Linked DNA regions of Columba livia: region 1 is linked to region 2. A link is a contact called in public Hi-C data. All regions are on one chromosome and are shown on one strand. The core of a region is the stretch at or near the end of the contact, and the rest is flanking DNA. Distances in the headings are between cores, read along the strand shown.

The links. A called contact is a pair of places that touch in the nucleus more often than the background predicts.
Region 1: a contact with region 2 is called in a Hi-C map of crop, with 1.6 times the contacts expected there. The contact joins the promoter of DLX6 here to the enhancer-like site in region 2. A contact is called at or near these places in 2 of 2 Hi-C or Micro-C datasets (crop and liver).

What each region holds. Positions count from the first base shown.
Region 1 is chr2:27,524,413-27,527,112 of bColLiv1.pat.W.v2, reverse strand. DLX6 (distal-less homeobox 6) reads right to left here and starts at 1,433. Exons shown (of 3, transcript XM_065051132.1): 1 at 716-1,433. The coding sequence starts at 1,079. It overlaps LOC135578439, which reads left to right and starts at 1,444. Exons shown (of 2, transcript XM_065051131.1): 1 at 1,444-2,699. All of the region lies in intron 2 of LOC135578440 (a long non-coding RNA gene), which reads left to right.
Region 2 is chr2:27,385,120-27,387,819 of bColLiv1.pat.W.v2, reverse strand. No RefSeq gene overlaps it. Among named protein-coding and RNA genes, the nearest start is that of SLC25A13, 100 kb to the right of the region's middle. Within about 2 kb of position 1,434, at least 2 of the 3 cell types and tissues checked have an H3K27ac peak away from gene starts, as active enhancers do.

The sequences.
Region 1 (2,700 bases), core at 184-2,683, 140 kb before region 2:
GCACGCTGCCTTTCCCCCGGGGGAGAAAAAAAAAATCATAATATTTAAAAAACCCAAAGCATTAAACTGCAGCGCTGGCTTCGTAAAGGGATGCCTGGCTCCAGGGCCATCCAGGTTTTACCCAGCTAATTGACTTCGCGTCTCCAGTTTGGTGGTCAGTGAATCACCAGTCCGAGACATTTAACAATGCTTTCCTCCCCTTGCCCCCCCTGCCGTGCCCCTCCGGATGAATACGTACAAATGAGCGGTTTTCTGCAAAAAAAAATACATAAATCAGACGGCCCCCGAGCGGAATGCGACCCGCTCGCCTGGAAACTTTCACTCCTCAGGTGTTAGCAGGAATTTTGCCTAAAGCCGGTCCCGCCGTAACAAAGGAGCGCCGTGCGCAGCCCCCTGCCCGCCGGCCACGGGGCGAACGGGGAGGCGCCGGTGCCCAGCGCCGCGGTACTGCCGGCAGCAACCGCCGGCTGGGGTAGAGTGCGGCGGCCTCGCCGCCAGGTACCGGAGCAGTAGGCCCGCAGAAGGGCCGCAGGAACAATCAACCCCCTTCTCTACCCGTCGCCCCGCGCACCCCAGGGCCGGCATCTCCCCTGGCAGGAGCGGGGGGCACGACGGGGTTTGTTATGCAGGTGGCCGGGGGTGGCCGGAGAGAGGCCCGGGGATGGAGGGATGGGGAAGAAGCTGGCAGCGGGTTAGAGAACCGGTGCCGGCTCACCTGCATCGTCCGCCCGCGTCTGGCTGGCCGCGCTGCTGTTGTGGTAGGACTGAAGGTAAGGGCTGTGCTGCGAGTGGCTCACGTAGGGGTAGGCGGCCAGAGAGCGGTGGTTGTAGGAGCCGGCGCTGCCGGAGTAGGGCGAGCTGTGGTGGTGATGCTGGTGGTGCGGGTGCGAGCCGGCGGCGGAGTGCAGGCAGTGCAGCGGATAGTGGGCGCCGGCCATGGCCGGCGAGCTCTGCTGGGAGTGAGGCGGCGGCGGCGGCGGCTGCGGCGGCGGCGGCTGCTGCTGCCCGAACTCCATGAAGGCGGATTTGGAGGAGTCTTGCGCGTCCAGCCCGTCAGCCATCGTAGTCATGGTCATCATCAAAGTTTGGGAGGGAGAGCGCGGCGCTCCCCGGCTCGCCCCCCGCGCTCTGCCTCCTCTCTGCCCAGCCACCGCCGCTCCCCTTACCCGCCGCGGCACCGCTGGAGAGGCGGCGGTGATTTAATTTAATTTCTTTTCTTTTTTTTTTTTTTTTCTTTTCCGCCTTTTTTTTTTCTTCCCCCCCCCTTTCTCTCCAAGGAGCCGTTGTGCGAGGGGCCTCGTTCACTGAGGGAGGGGAGGAAGGGGAGGGCGGTGTGCGGGGTGTGTGGAGGGGGAGGGCGGGCTACTCCCGGCGCTTTTTTACGCCGCTCTTTCCCTTCACCCCCCCCCCCCCCCGCTCCGGCGCGTGGGGTGGTTGTTTTTTTTTTTTAGTTGTTTTTTTTTTTTTTTCTGGGGGGGGGCGGCGAGAGGAGTGGGGGGTTAAGGTGGGAGCCGGGAAAGTTGGGGGCTCCTGCGCTTCGACTTGAAGGGCAGGGACGCGCACAAGTCGAATGGTTCGTCTCCGGAGGGCAGCGCCTCCCTCATTGGTCACTCAACCCCCTGACGTCACCGCCCCGCCGCGCCGGCAACGCGCGCGCTACCCGCGCCCGCCCCCTCCCCCCCCTAACCCCCCTCCCTTTTCCCCCACCCGCGCGCGGGGTGCGGAACGCGCGCGGGTGGGGGAAAAGGGGAGAGCCTGTTCCCATCCCCCTCGCCACCCTCCCAAATCACAGAGCCCCTCAACACAAGACACCCCCCCTCCCCTCCCTTGCGCGGTATTTTCGCTGTGGCGAAACGACGCGCAGCGCATTTTCATTTTCTTTTCCTTTCTTTTTTTTTTTCCCCGGCTGAAAGCAGCGGCGGCAGCAGCAGCTCCCGTAATCGCTTTCAAATATATGCAAATGGCTACGTGCGGTTGGCGGTTTTGGCAAAAGCTTGATTAGTATATAAACGACCCAAGGAAAAAAAAAAATAGAAAAAAAAGCGCCTGCGCCCTAAATTTGTCTTTAGATTACAATTCCAGTTGATTTTATTTTATTGTCAACATTGTTAATGATAAAAATAGAGTCGTTTTACAGTTATTTTTACTTTCTGGAAGGAGGCAATTAGACTTCTAATCAGGAATACACAAAAATCTCCCATGATTAACTGCAGTACTTTGTTCAAATTGCTGCTATAAAATTCAGAACAATTTGCCTGTAATGATTATGGACTGGGTTTATTTTGGGAGGTGGAATAAAAGTGGATATAGCATAAATTATCCTCTAATTATACACCAGTGTCGCCTCAATTATCCTCTTATCAAAATGGTTGTCTAACTGCCGCATTTAGTTTCAATTCTCTCCTTTTTTCTATAAAAAGAACTTCATACCTTGTTATTATTAATCCATTTATTATTTGCAAGGGGATTTATATCCGAACATCCAGGTGGTATTACCACTTCTCTTACAAAGATGGACTGGGGAAAGACATTAAGTTTGATCCAGCACTGCAGAGGATCTCTCTCTCTCCCCTCTTCTCTCTCTCCCCTCTCTCTCTCTCACTCCCTCTCTCTTTTTTCCCCCTCTTTCCCTGGCTTAAATCTCCTCGCGTCCAGCTAAGCATGAACTCCAGAGACAGACCCCACCGGAGAGGACTGAGG
Region 2 (2,700 bases), core at 185-2,684:
ACAGCAGGAGGAAGCCATGGAGGCAGAAAAGCATCTTCGCCTTGAGGAAATGTTTTTGCTGAGCCACAGTTGTCTTGCATTTGTATATTTTCCTGGTTTTTTTCCCAAAAGCAGAGTTGGAAGGGAAGCCTAGGCTGAGGCAATAACCTTCAGCTGCTAGGACATGACATGGAACCCCCAGCTGGAAACAAACAAACAAAAAAAGCAAGCAATCTGCTTTGAAGGTCAGTTTGGTGATACAATGATATAATGCTGTCTGCATAAGAGAATTGTGTTGCAGAGGAGTAAACAAGAAGTCACGTGTGAAGTGGTATGAGAATGTAGCTCATTGCAAAACCAGGCCTTTCATGGAGGCTTGTGGGCTGTATAAATCACTACGCTGTTCTTAATTTTTTTGCCCTGAAGTTTGAGTTGTTCGTATCGGTCCTCTTATTTTAAGCTTACTACTATGAAAATGACTGGGGAATCTTTCTACTTCATGTTGGTTGTTATGTTTCTTTCAAAAAATTTGTGAACAACCCGGCTGTTTTTGGGACTGAAGCTGGACTTTTTGCTCATTTTTCTCCAGCTTTGACAGCTTAGGTGTTGTAGAGGGAAGTTGAGGTGGCTGTACAGGGTGTCACTGCAGCAACTCACCCTAATTTACCTGCCTATGTGGCTTTAAAAGGAACTAATCTTCCTGTGTGCTTGGAGGGTTGAAATTTTTAGATTGGCCATGCTGGGAGAGGTTTTCATTAGAGGTCCTTCCTGGAGGTGCTCCAGGAATCTCTGTTAACTGAATACGTGAAGTGTGGGAGGTGGGAATGCTTTGAGGGAGGGCATGCTGAGAGAAGATGGGGATTTGGGAAGGAGGATCTGCAGCCTGGCAAGGGTGGAAATGTGGGGAGAGAGGTTTGGCAAAGATCTGAGCACAGGAGAGGTTGGGCTTTGTACTTAAGGAAGTAGGACAGTATGTGGAGATGTGTGCGTGGTGATTGCCTGGGTGTGGGCTACGGGGGAGTCTCCACTCCCTGTTGTGGGAAGAAGATTCAGGTCACAAAGAGGTTTACATGGGCCTGTGTTTGGTAACACAACCTCCTCACCAGCCTGTCCATCAGCCGAACTGTGAGGTTCTTGGGCACAGTGTCACCAGTGTGAGCCATGCCGGCGGCTGTGTGTGTTTACCCACCTACAGCTCTGCTCTCCATGGACACTGGGGGGGTCTGCAGCGTGGGGAAGGCTGACTGGCTCTGGCCTAGATGCTGAGGGTGTTCAAAGGCAAAGTGTTGTTCACCTAACTCAGGGGAGAGTTCTCAAGGGTGCACGGCTGCTAGTGAGTTTGGCTTTCTCCTTCAGAAACTACGCACACTTAAGGAGAAATGCGAAGTCACAGATAAGCACACAAAATGGTGAGCAGTTAGAGTTAAGGCTGCCTAGAAAGCCTTCAGTCCAGCTCTTACGTGTCAGAAAAGCCTCGTTTCCCCATCAGGTCCTTGCCTCCCTCTGTTTGCACAACAGCAGGAGCAGCTTTCCTGGATACTTTCTGCTCCTGGGTCACAGTGTGTCCTGTTCCCCGCTTATTGCATTGTGTCCAGGCCGTGCTGTACAGAACGGGTGAATGCGGGTCTCTGTATCACAGCAGTCTGTGTGCTTTGCAAATGCTCTAATACGTTTTCCACCATCCCTGGGAGATGGAGAAATGTTTTCCCCTCTTTGAAGTGTACGCTAATTTTAAGTGCTGGGTGTGAGACCCCAGGACTTCATGTTTCCCTGGATTTGGTAGCATGTAAAATGCTCTGCCCATTCAAATGTTTCTTTAGCTTCAGTTACTGCTGTGCATATTCAGCATTTCTGCTGATCAGGATTTATGGGGTATCAAGTCAGCCACCCAGAAAAGGAGGAACATGCATTACAACCTTGCAGCTTTTGTAGGGAATGAGGCAAGGACTCCACAAGTTGCTACCTTCCCCTGCTAGCTTTTTCTTGAACCTTATTTTCTCTTAGCCTGCTTTTTTCTTGAACACTAACAAGGACTAACAAGTCCCCTGGGGAACAGGGCGAGTGTAGGAAAATATATGATCATAAAATTAAAGACTATGAGAATACATATGTATGGAAAAAGGAATTTATATTGCACAGACCTACAGTTCCAGCATTTCCTATCTTTTTAGTGTCTGACTTTACAGCCCTGGTAATCTCTTAATACACGCATGATCCTGTGTTTCGATAATAATACAGCTAAATTTGATTTAATTCCAAGGCATGCAGAGGAGCAAGAAGATTGATGCCCAGAAAGTTTTTGTGATGGAATTTTATTAAAGAATGAATGTTATGTAACATTTCAAACACACCAAGATCCTTCAAGATGAAGTGTGTGATATAAATGTAAAATATTTGCAAACTGTAATTTAGCAACCGTTTAAAAATCACAGCTAGTATTCCAACCTCTTACATGCTGTGGGTGAGATCCTTTGTCAATTGAGAGCTAAGGGCAGTGAATGTGAGATTCATTAAGTAATTACATAGGAACATTAATTTCAAATTAATTTCAACAGTTGTCTTAGACATTAGCAACCAAATTAGGAGACCAAACAGTAATGCAGTTTAATACTTTTAATAAATGAAGGCATTTGAAGTGATTTACATAAATGGGATGATAAGCCCTCATTTAATGGGCTTCCAAATGCTCCCTGCCTCCCCTTCCCGTTCACCTTTGCACAT